Regions from separate parts of the Mus musculus genome. Here region 2 is linked to region 1. The links are chromatin contacts, called in public promoter capture Hi-C maps. All regions are on one chromosome and are shown on one strand. Each heading gives the region's core, a stretch centred on a gene start, on an enhancer-like site or on the middle of the called end of the contact. The rest is flanking DNA. Distances are from core to core; before and after follow the strand shown.

Region 1 (6,144 bases), core at 761-3,260:
CCGGGGCACAGGTTACAAAACTGGCTCACAGAAGCCAAGTAACTGGCACCGAGACATAACGAGAGCGCTCAGGTCTAGGATTTGAACTAGGGTCCTCTTTACAGTGCCATGCCGAAAAGCCTCAGTGAGATGAGTAACAGGCTAGGCGCACGCTGGTGGGAACCCCAAGCCGAGATGAAAGCTGGTCCCGTTCATTTGCATGGTAATACCCAGAATGCTTTTCCACACACACCGCTACATTTAATGGAAGCGCTCAGTTTGGAGCCGTGCAAAGTTTGGAATACGTGCTTCGCTCCTCTCGCAACTGTGGGAACTTCGCGCCAGTACACGTGCTTTGCCTACAGTCTCTGATACCAATAGCTCAGCGACAGCCCAAGCAGACGAACCTGTGTGCAACCCTCGCCTAATAGCATCCTCAGGCGTCTTAGGGACAATGCGCTCTAGCCTGGCCGCACGGTCCGTGGTCAAAGTGGCCGGCATTTTGCCGGGCGGCAAGGGCTAATAAGCAAGCTTCTGGCTTGGGGAAGATCGAGGGGGCTTCTTGATCTCTGGATTCCCTAGTTTTCTTACAAAACTGCTGGGACATGCAGGGGTCGTTGATTTTGTCCATCGCCATCATACTGTCCCTTCTCTGAGCTGGCTTGTGACTTCACGCTCCCTGGGGCACAAAGCCCAAGTAGCTGTGGGTGGGGAAAACGACCTATCTCTAGTTATCCAGGCGTGCCGGGCATTTGCCTCGGTCAGTGTGAGGCAGGCAGAAGGTTCCGCCTGCGTCGGATCGGGATCCCGTCTCCTTCCTAGGGCAGCAGAGCGGGAGGTCTCAGCCGACTTCTAGGGATTTCGGCCATCAAAGGAGAACTAGGCAGGGTGCTGATGCCCGTCCGACCTGCGGGTGCGCAAGGTAGGCTGGGGGGCTCAGATCCACAGGCTCTGGCTGCCCATCCCGCACGCTCGCCTACACTCTGGGCGGGCAGCGGAGGGGCGGCTGTAGCTGGTTTGCTGGCTCGGCGCTCAGATCGTATTGGCCGGGGTCGGGGGGGGGGTGGTGGTGTGTGGGGGGTGGTTGAGGCTGCAGCCCCGGGCCCCGCGGGCGGGGTGGGGAGGCGGAGGATCAGGCTGCGCTAGCATTGGCGGAGCTGGGGAGTGGGGGCAGGAAGCGAGCGGAGCGGAGCTGCAGGGGGGGGGGTTGTATAAATAGGGAATGGGGGACGTGCATCCTCCGCTGGGTGAGGGGGGGGGGCGTTCGGCACAAAGAAAGTGGAAAGTTTGCAGCGCTAGGCGGCCCAAGCTAGGGAGCCGGATGCGCACGTGCTGAGTCGGGGCGACCGAGACCCCCCACGCCGAGCTCGCTGCTTTTTTTTCTTTCTGCAAGCTGGGGGGGGGGGTGTTGTTGGTATCGCCCCCTCCTTCTCCTCCCCCCAGGGGTGAAAGTGCAAGAGGAAGTGCAGCCGCTGCCATCTTTCCTCCGTTCCGAACGCACGGAGCCTGGGGCCGCAGCGCCGCCGCCACTCGTGCCTGGCTTGGGAAAGGGCCCACCCTGCTACTGCCACCCGCTCGCTTCGGCCGCCGCCTTCGCCGGGCTCCAAGACTCGGCCTACGCCACCGCCCCTGTGCGCGCGGACCGCCGCCTTCGCCTTCGCCTTTTGTTTCCTTTGCTCCGGCGCCCCCACCCCGGCTCGCGCTTTGCAGGGGACGCAGCGCGCGCCCCCAGTGGGCCCGGGAAAAGCCTCGGAGCGCGCGCTTGCGCTTGCGCGGCGGACCCCTCCTCCTCCCCGCGCGCGCGCGCGCGCCTTTTGGCCGCGCGCCGGCGCCGCCTGGCGGGCGGGAGGGGAGGTGGCAGCTGCGTTTGCAGGAGGGGCGCACCTCTTCGCTCGTTTACCCCTGGAAGGTAGACCTAGAGAGGGAGGCGGGCAGGCGGAGAGGGAGTGCTACGCGGGTCCGGCGGAGGTTAAGGGCGGCAATGTGGGGGGCAGTGCCCCGCTGGGTCTAGCCCTTTTTATTAGAGCAGGGGGCGTGTGCGCTGGGCGCACCTGAGAGTACTACCGAGCCCTGGGCCGCACGTGCGGGGAGTGTGAGTGGTCCGCTGCAAAAGGCGTCTCGCTGCCTAAGGGAAGGGACCAGGGACTGGCGGGTGCCCGGCCCGGCGAGTGGGGAAGGGGCAGCGACCATGGAGCGGGTCAACGACGCTTCTTGCGGTCCGTCGGGCTGCTACACCTACCAGGTGAGCAGACACAGTACGGAGATGCTGCACAACCTGAACCAACAACGCAAAAACGGCGGGCGCTTTTGCGACGTGCTCCTACGAGTAGGCGACGAGAGCTTCCCAGCGCACCGCGCCGTACTGGCTGCCTGCAGCGAGTACTTTGAGTCTGTGTTCAGCGCCCAGTTAGGCGACGGCGGAGCTGCAGATGGTGGTCCTGCTGATGTGGGAGGCGCGGCGGCGGCTCCAGGCGGCGGAGCTGGAGGCAGCCGCGAACTGGAGATGCACACCATCAGTTCCAAAGTGTTCGGAGACATCCTGGACTTCGCTTATACGTCCCGAATCGTTGTGCGCCTAGAGAGCTTCCCCGAGCTCATGACGGCCGCCAAGTTCCTGCTGATGAGGTCGGTCATCGAGATCTGCCAGGAAGTAATCAAACAGTCCAACGTGCAGATCCTCGTGCCCCCTGCCCGGGCTGATATCATGCTCTTTCGCCCACCTGGGACTTCTGACTTGGGCTTCCCTTTGGACATGACCAACGGGGCAGCCATGGCAGCCAACAGTAACGGTATTGCTGGCAGTATGCAGCCCGAGGAGGAGGCTGCCAGGGCCACAGGTGCTGCTATTGCGGGCCAAGCTTCTCTGCCTGTGTTACCCGGGGTGGACAGATTGCCCATGGTGGCTGGACCCCTATCCCCCCAACTACTGACTTCTCCGTTCCCTAATGTGGCATCCAGTGCACCTCCACTAACTAGCAAGCGAGGCCGGGGACGCCCCAGGAAGGCCAACCTGCTGGACTCCATGTTTGGGTCTCCAGGGGGCTTGAGGGAAGCAGGCATCCTTCCATGTGGCCTGTGCGGGAAGGTGTTCACTGACGCCAACCGGCTCCGGCAACATGAGGCCCAGCACGGCGTCACAAGCCTCCAGTTGGGCTATATCGATCTTCCTCCTCCAAGGCTGGGTGAGAATGGGTTACCCATCTCCGAGGACCCCGATGGCCCCAGAAAAAGGAGCCGGACCAGGAAGCAAGTGGCTTGTGAGATCTGTGGCAAGATCTTTCGTGACGTATACCATCTCAACCGGCATAAGCTTTCCCACTCGGGGGAGAAGCCGTACTCGTGCCCGGTGTGTGGTCTGCGGTTCAAGAGAAAAGACCGAATGTCGTACCATGTGAGGTCCCATGATGGGTCAGTGGGCAAACCGTACATCTGCCAGAGCTGTGGGAAAGGTTTCTCCAGGTGAGGATGGCACCCTCCCCCACTCCCTGCTGTGTATTATCTTAGTTCTGTCTCGAGACAGATCCTTCCCAGGATCTGGGGATGTGGATCTTGTGGGGGTAGAGGGTCACTGGACCTTAATAGAACATAACATGTTTAAATGTTTTAAGATCTCCAACTTTGATGGTGTGGCCAAGAGCTGCATCTATGCCTTCAGGCAAGTTCTCTGGCACCAGGGTGCTTACTAGCTTCACCCTCCCAGGGGCCTTGTAGGAAGGGGCCGGATTCCTTAGGCCAGAGCCATTGGGCCTCCCCATTCTTCTCCCCTGGTTCCCTTTGTGTTTCCGGCACCAGGCGTGGGGCCCCCTCTGGGGGCGGGAGGCTGGGCTCCTCCCTCGACTTTCCCCGCCTGAATGGCTTCGGAGGGAAGAACTGAACAAGTGTGTCTAGGACTCCTTACACTCCCGAGGCCTAGATCCTCCACCAGTTTGAACAGGCTGGCCTGCAGCAGTAGGTTCCAGCTTTGCCCCTCATGTGACCCTAGGTTTGAGAGACATAAAAGCCGGCTACGCAGGGCTGTTTTGCAGTAGTAATACTGGAATCTGATGCGCTCTGACGTGGTGGCTTCAGAATCCAGTGGACCCACAGGTCGTCTGTTTGTTCTCAGGACAGACCTTCTTTTCAACTTTCAGAGAGCCTTCTTGGGAACTGAAGACTTGCCTGGGAGCAGAGGGCTGGTTTTGTTTTTGTTTTTCTCCCAGTTTGAGAATATTGAATAAAAGGCTGATTTTAACTGAAATCCCAAGGATTTTCAGTATGTGTGAGAGCTTAGAGACAGAATTCCCCCAGAGAGGCCCCAAGTAGGAACCAGTCTTACCGGTCAGACAGCCCCTGCCCACCTGCTCTGGCGGGCATCTGGCTTGCCAGTCCAGCTGGGGACTTAAAGCTCCATCCCTGGCCTCTGGGGACTGAATTCCATCCGGGTGGCATTCATTGGCTGCTGTGGCCATTGGCTGCTGTGGCGGGAGAGGCTGGGGGGAGGGGAACGCAGTGCTTCTAAGGGGCTTTAGTCTGGACAATGAGTCCCACACCCACCCCTCCCTGAAAGGCTGGGCAAGGCATCCCCGTGTCATTCTAAAGCTGCTGCCTCAGGTCCTAGGAATCCTTGAATTTCTGCGGAGGAGGGGGGATGTGGGGGGTGGGTTAGTTAGATCAGAGGGAAACATTTGCTCCCCTCCCAAGGCGGGTGTGTGGCTGAGATGCTTGGGCCCCTGGAGCTAGAGCTGGGTGGTGACTTTGTCTTTGTCTTGCTGGGGTGGAGTTCTCCCTGGGGTGGTGGTGGTGGAGGGAGGCTGGCCAAGTTTGGCCCATCTCTTTTGATGTCTTGTTTTTAAAGTCTGTTGATCTCTTTTCCAGGCCAGATCACTTGAATGGACATATCAAGCAGGTGCACACTTCTGAGCGACCTCACAAGTGTCAGGTAGGGACTGGGCCAGGGAACAGTTGGGTGGAAAGATGCTGCTGTCCTCCAGCCTTGGCCTGAGCACTGCTTTGCACCCCACCCCCCACCCCTGGTCGCCCTGTCCTTTCTCTGGCCTCCTTTGTTCTATACCCAGCTTCCTCTGTTTCCCCAGGGCTATGAGACTCTTTGTTCACTTGTTTCGTCTCCACAGCCTTTCCCTCCTTTCTGTTGCTTAGCTTTCCTGTCCTGGCATTTTTGGGCATTGGCTGGTGGGCCACACTACACAAGTGTTTTCATGGTGGATCTGACACCTAGCTGGGCCTGGCTGCTGGTTCCCAGTAATTTGTATGAACTGTAGGGGTTTCAAAAGGGCTTCCGGTGGCCCAGCCAATAACCCTTCCTCTGGTTTGAGCCGAGTGGGAACTTGTGGGTTCCTTCAGTGGAGAAAGCGTGGCAGAAGAGGCTGTAGGTAGGGAGAGGATGGTCTCATCTCCCAACACAAACAGCAAGGGCAAGGCAAGGCAAGGCAAGGCATTCTCTTCTAGTGTGGAATCACGTAGGGGAGGCTGGACTGGATTTTCTCCTGTCTGCTTGAACTCTCTGGGGACTCTGCTGGGACCTAGAAAATGAGTTTTCTTTCTTGGCCTCTGAGCATTTTTTTTTCAGTGTGATGCAAAGTACACCACTGTCTTCTTGGTTATCTCCCTTCTGCTGTGGCAAGTGCGTTCAACTGATGTCAAAGCAGTGACATGAGCTATCCTACAGCCTCTGTCAGGGGATCCCTGCTTCTCCTAACCTGCTGGCACGGGTGGGTTCAGGAGAATATAGGGAGGAATGGCCTTGTGCAGCAGCACAGAGCTTCCAGGACTAGGGCTTCGCTGCTCACAGATGCTCAGCCGGGAGCCTGGCAGCCGCTCCCAAGGATGCTGACTCCAGATAGGCCTGCTGGAATCTGTCTTTGCCTTGCTGCTTTCTGCCGCTCCATCTCTGATTTTGGTTGCCACAGAGCACATTCTGACTCCCAGGTAGTGTGCTGAGCAGCCCCAGACAGGATAGGAGAAACCCAGAGGGCAGTGGGGGTGTGCCCGGTGGCCTGGGGGGGTAACCTGCACTCTCTGCCCTTTTTCCAGGTGTGGGTTGGGAGCAGCAGCGGCCTGCCGCCCCTGGAACCTCTTCCTAGCGACCTGCCATCATGGGACTTTGCCCAGCCTGCTTTGTGGAGGTCGTCCCATTCAGTTCCTGATACCGCCTTTTCCCTTTCTCTA
Region 2 (6,379 bases), core at 753-3,252, about 20 Mb after region 1:
CACCAGATGACTGGTTTTTGGCAAAGGTAAGCTGAGGCCACCAAGAACTTCGTTATGATCTCTATAAGCGCTTAAGCATCTTATTTGTCCTTAAAAACAATCTTACTGTCCAAGTATCCCATTCCCGAAACTAAATAGGGGATACAAGCCTCTTAAGGAAAAAAACATTGTCATTTATCAGCACGTGGCAGAGCAAGCCTCTAGAATGGACTCCTAAGTTTAGCAGAGAATCCGACATTTACACAAAAACACTAAATTAAGAACGGCAGGCTGAGTCCTGAGTGGGGAAAGCAGTATTCTACGCCGAGAAAGGAGTTCCAAGCAGATCTGCTGATAAACATATCTGTACACACTGCAAAGGCCGGAAATTATTCGGGCGAGTTCTACAGGGCTCCCGCACACTTCTTTGGTCTTAAAACCTAACCGTATAAAGAGCTCTAGGACCGGCGTAAAAACTCCCCGGGGTTCCATCAGCTTTCATAATCTCTATTCAAAAGAAACAGAAGTTGGACTAGAACAGGAGGGAAGTGACCGGCCTGCCCCTGAGCCGGTCCCCTATCAAGTGCGCGGTCCAAACCCCACAGAAGTGCGCTACGGCTGGGCCCCGGTCCCGCCCTCCTAGCTCCACTCAGGTCCAGTGGCCCTCTCATTAACCATCCCATCACTTTCCGAGGCACAAAGAAGTACCCTGGAAGAACCTGTAATAACACGAAGCCCATTTTCACCCATTGGCTTCGAAACCTGGAAAAAGCTACGGCTTGGCGGGGAGCGGAGGGGGCAGAAGAACAGGTTTAATCGTTTGAAGCAGTCAAGTTGGGAGACCACAGTGGGCAGGGGAGCGAAGGCCAGCCACCCTGTATTTGGGGCAGGAGCGAACATGGGGCCAGCCCAGGTTACCCAAGTGTGCATTACTTTTCAAGATGACCTCGCACGCACTATGACACTAGAGAGGAGTCTTCAGAGCTTCCTTCCCACACAAGACCCGGGAGCTCAGAGGACCCTAGGCGAGTGCATTTGAGCAGGTGCTAGGTGTTACGTCCCCAGAAGGGTCCCAGCCCCTCAGGTGCGCCCACCTGCCAGTCGCAGGGCCAGCTCCCCAGGCAGTCCTGAGTCTAGTTAATCATTCAACGCGGGCGGCGTGGAATATTTTTTAGAGGTCAACGCGAAAGGTTCTCCTGAAGTTTCACAGAAACCAGTCTTTGGGGACCCGAAGATAACAGTGCCAGCGGATGGGGGTGAAAAGCGGCAGCCAGCGGCTCACAAACACCTGATCTGCCCCTGCGGCACCCTAGACCAGCGCAGTGCGCGGGCGGGGCAGAACACCGCCCGCGACGCTCCCCCGCCGCCCAGGCCCGCACCTCGTGCGCGGGGTACAGCGCGGCTCAGGGTGTCGCTGCCCTCTCCCTGTGGGTGCAGGAAGAGCGGAGGTCGAGCAGGTGAGAAGGTCAGGAAGGAGGTGGAGGCCGGGAGACTGGGGAGAAGGTGAGGAGGCTGTAAAGGAGGGGAGAAGGACCAGGAGGTGAGGAAGCCGGACAGGAGAACGGAGACCGGTGAGGATATCCGGGAGGTGAGGAGGCCAGGGAAATGATGTGCGGAGGCCAGGAAAGTGAGACTGGGAGCGGTGAGGGGAACCCGATGGAACGTATGCGCAGACAACGCAGGAGCCACAGAAGAGCGGCGAGAGCGCGGGGCGCCCACACCGGCCGGAACTAGCGCGGCGGGGCGGGGATGCAGGGCCGGTGCCCACCCACCCGGCCCTACCTTGTCTAGGGACACCTCCAGCTCGGCGGGGCGGGGCGGAAGACCGCGGCCGCATCCACGTCCCAGCCGCTCTTGCGGCTCAGCCCCGCGACCGCCGCCGCTCTCGCTCCATGCGCAATGCGCGGACGGGCGGCCCGGCGGGGTCTGGGCGGCTCCGGCTCGCCTCAGCTCCAGCACTTGTTGCCGCGGCGGCCGCTGAGCCTTACTCTCGGCCCCGGCTCCTGGCACCGCCGCCCCCTGCCGCGTCCCTTCGGTCCCGCCCCCGCCCGATTCTCCAATCACACGCCGCGCCACCGCGCGCGTCACCGCCGGGAAGGCCGCGCTCCCGCCCCGTGGCCCAAGTTTGGGAAAGGCCGAACTCGAACCCTCCCGCCAGTTGGCGCCCAGGTCCCGCTGGGACTGCGCCCCCGGGCCCTTCCCGAGCTCTCCGCCCCTCGTAGCACTGAGAAAACCTAAGGCTTCACTGGAGCGCGCGGTGTCCAAAGATTACAGTCTCCCCCGCTCCGCCAGGAAGTAGCCTCCCCCAGAAAAACAGCTGAGACTTGAGTCCCAAACCCTGCTGAGATCCAGGGTCTAGTGTAAACTCTTCAGCTACCAGGGCGTGGCGCTTGGTGAGAATTTGCCAGCCAGCACTGGCATGTAGCTAAGTCTAGACGGCTCCGAGTGGCTTGTGAGCGGGATCCACGAGGGGAGGTGAGAAGAGGGAAACCCAAGTGCACCTGACCTTTGCTCTCAGCGTACATAGTAGCGGCAGCCACCTAGATAGATGCCCAAGGCCTGAGGGTGGTGCCTATCTGGCCTCTTCGGACCTTCAGGTTATGAAGCCATCAAAGACACGATGAGGTCTCCACGTGGTTCCACTCGGGTCTCAGGAAGTCAAGAATGCAAGATGCGGGAGGCGCTGGGTGCGGAGTTCGCTCGGCGACTTCAGAAGTTGGGCTTAGCAAGACATCTGAACGCTGAACCCCCGTGATGCCGCTGGACTGAGCACCAACCACACCCAAGCATGGATCACGCGGGACCCGGAACGGTCCCCCACCCCCAACCCAGCGCCTCCCCAGGCTCCCCAGAGCGCTACGTGCCAAGGTGAGGCCCAGGAAAAAGCCGGGGAGACCGGATGGAGAAGTTGCTCTAGTTTGTAGAGCTGGGTGGGCCGGCCGAGTCGGCACGCCCTCAACACCGAACCTAGAGCCTGGTCCCCACAACCTGGGACGCGCTTGGAAGCTGCTTCCTCTCCCCTCCATTCTTATTGCTAAGGCCTTCGGTCGACCCTCTGGAGATAATCACACTGAGAAGTTAACACTCTACACCTGTTTGCTTTTTTTTTTTTTTTTTTTTTTTTTCAGAAGGCTGTCAGATGGAGTTAGTCAAAGGGATGCCATTGACTTTCGAGCGCTGGAGATTGAATTTCAGCCAGCTCGACCAAGACCACGAAGTCTTACTTACAGCCGCAGAAAGAAGTAAGTGCGAGTTGTTTGGGTTGAGCGCAGAGCCACGTGTGTACGGTCATCCACAAGAAGGAATTCTGAGTCAGTGGTTCTGGAAATGTTAAGATTGACAATCTGCAGACCGATCTGTTCTTATGTTTGTCACTACGTTCCCAAACAACAACAACAACTTGGATTTTTATATGTTCACATAAACTGTTAACCACTGTCACTCTGAACAAGAAAGGAAGAGAAATTGTATGCTTTTCTTGACTCTGAGGAATTTTTTCCCACGATTATATTTATAATTCAGAAAGCCAATAAAAGAAGCAAATTAGAAGTTAGGTCTGTGTACTTGATTAACTGCAGACTGCCGTATTGATATTTAAACGTTGTGACGAGACAAAGCTGGATTCTTGGTGGGCATTTTGTTATTGTATTTCCCCCTTAAATGGCTCTCCGAAGCCACAGACATGCTTTCAAGGATTGCTAGGCAAGAAGTTTTGAGTAAAGTCAGCTGGCAAGCAACAGGGAAAGAAAGCTTGAGTCTTTCAGAGCTGCCAAAAGCTGCCCAGGCCATGTAGTTTTGTTTTTGTCTTTTTTTTTTTTAAAGGCGTTTTCTCCTTGGTGCCATTGAGTGCAGCTGGAAATGTTCCATCCAGCTTCCAGTGTGACTTTGGGGAAATAACTCAAGTGTTGGATTCCACACCCACTTAGCTGTCCTGCTTACTCTTAGGTTATGAGGGATTCATCATCGAAAGGCAGAGATAATACATTCAACAAATGTGCTGTCCAACCCAGGCGCAGACGACCAAAGAAGTGCTTAATAATTAAATAAATTAAAACTATTTCATTACAATTAAGATATAGACCAAAAGAACTGTAAGAAGGTAGGACCATTTTGAGGAGTCCAGGAAAAGTGCTTAGTTTTTCTATTGCTGTGGTAAAACACCATGACCAAAAGCAGCTGAAGAAGAGAGGGTTGGTTTGGCCGACAGTTCATAAAGGGAAACTGAGGAAAGAGCTGACACAGAGACAATGGAGGAACCCAGCTTACTGGCTTAGCCTGCTTTCTTATTCTACTTGGGGTGTGCTGGGCCCTCTCACACCACATGTAAAAAACAAACAAATGAACAAACAAACCTACAGACCTGTGGACAATCTGATGAAGGCGTTTCTCAGTTGAGTTTCCTCTTCCCAGATAAGTCTAGTTTGTGTCAAGTTGACAAAAAACAAACAAACAAAAATAAATAAATAAATAAAAATAAAAAAAACCACACACACCCCAGCTGCTTCTGGCTATAAGGGGAAGGTATCGAAATAAGCAGAGTTTGGATTTTATTCAATGAAACATTTGAAGTAGAAATTATATTCTAAAATTTGCATTGTGGGTAAGTCGTTCTCTGCCATATGAAGGATAGGGCAGGGGCACAGCTAGGGGGTGTCGGTCTATACAGCAGTAGAGAATGGACACCACCACAAGACTTAGCCACTCAGATGGTGAGGAATTCTGGAAAGTGCCTAAGTGGTACAGCTTCAACCAGGCAGATAGCCATTTCTGCATTGGGGAACCTGCCAAGATTCCAGCTTGGCCAGGGCAGGTGTGTGGCGCCTGTGAGATGCCCTTTTGAGCAGTTGAGTACTAGAGTAACTGGTGGCCCTGCGGCAATGAAATCCATAAGATAGTATAAGGGAACTTAGGGGTAGATAAATCAAGAGGGGCATGGACAGGGTGAGCTATCTCACAGAGGGACAGGATGACCAGTAGTGAGGCAGGGAGAAAAGTCAGTCAGCAGAGGGAACAGACACAGTGGGGGAGGCAGGAGGCAACAGCTCTTAAAATGGCAGAGACCCATGTGTGATGTGCTTGCTCTAGTGGCTTGAATGATGTTGGGATGTTTGCAGGTCATGACTGGTGGATCAAAGAATGGCCTAAGGAGTAAATGAGAGATGAAAAAAAGTAAGAACAGGGAAGAGAGAAATTGTATAATTATATTTTAACTTTTAAAAATTGAAGAAAAATCCCACGCAAATAAGAGCAAGAGCTATCACACACATATATGAATGATAGAAATGTGATAGGCATTATATATATATGTGTGTATATATATATATATATATATATATGAATGATAGAAAGGCACTGAGTCTAGGCAACTCATTTGACTGTGAAAAGTCAAAAAAAAAAAAAATAACCAGAGGCCTGGAGAGGTGGCTCAACTGTTAAGAGCACATGTTGCTCTTTTAGAGGACCCAGGATTAATTCCCAGTTGTTAGAGCAGAAGAGCAAAGAAGAACCTGGTCCACAGTGCCGGGTGATCAGAGAGAAAGGACAAGACATCAAGTCACTCAATAAGGGAAGGAGGTCAGGTCTCAAATCTGGGTGTGCGGAGGTGAACTTTAGGGCCACAGTAAGCCAGAAAGTGATGGAGTAGGGTAGAAGTGAACACCTAGAAGTGAGTGTTAATACCAACGCTGAGCTATTAAGTGTCAAGGTTAATGCATGGACCATTGGTGTGACTGAAGCCATCTAGGATGTGGGCAGGAATTAGGAATGCATTGTGAAGACATTGAGCCAGGAGCTAAATTTCTAAGAGTGCTGCCCTGGAGATCAGAAGATGGGGAGCGCCAGAAAGGGGAAGGGAATATGGCTGGATGTCAGTCTTCTCAAGGGGGTGTGTGCAGGAGACATAGGACAGTAATGAGATCAGGTAGAAGGTTCATCCAGCCCCTGGGTCCTTGGAGAACATGGGTGAGAGCCAGCAGTGTCACCTCCCAGGCCCGCAGGAGAAGCAAAATAGGTGTTTGATTGTGAGTGGCAGCTGCTGTTGGGATGGGTGCACAGTCTCAGGCACAGACTGGCACTTGGACTGATGAGACAGCCTTTCATTCACTTCGCTTGCTGAAGTCTGCAGTTTCCCAGAGACACGTGGAAGGATGTGAGCTCAGCCACTTAGCAGGAGGGATAGTCAGGCACCAGAAGGGCAGAGCACTTTGTGACCCAACATGCTGGAGCGATAAACAATCTTTGGAGGAATGAAGATGAAAAGAACAAGAGGCACAGTGGAATTCTGCCTCAGTTGTTTCTTTTTGAATCTCTGCAAACAGGACCATACCCTATCACTTTTCCTTTCCACGATATCCATCAGGGTAAGACATCTGTGAGCCTCCTCCTCCAAATAAGCCTCTGT

Evidence for each region. Promoter capture Hi-C pulls out the DNA fragments that hold promoters and counts their contacts.
Region 2: a promoter capture Hi-C map of cranial neural crest shows a contact between it and region 1. The contact joins the promoter of B3gnt2 here to the promoter of Patz1 in region 1.

The regions. Positions count from the first base shown.
Region 1 is chr11:3,288,447-3,294,590 of GRCm38.p6, forward strand. It overlaps Patz1 (POZ (BTB) and AT hook containing zinc finger 1), which reads left to right and starts at 2,011. Exons shown (of 4, transcript NM_019574.3): 1 at 2,011-3,438; 2 at 4,834-4,897. The coding sequence starts at 2,168.
Region 2 is chr11:22,857,733-22,864,111 of GRCm38.p6, forward strand. B3gnt2 (UDP-GlcNAc:betaGal beta-1,3-N-acetylglucosaminyltransferase 2) reads right to left here and starts at 2,003. Exons shown (of 2, transcript NM_016888.5): 1 at 1,762-2,003.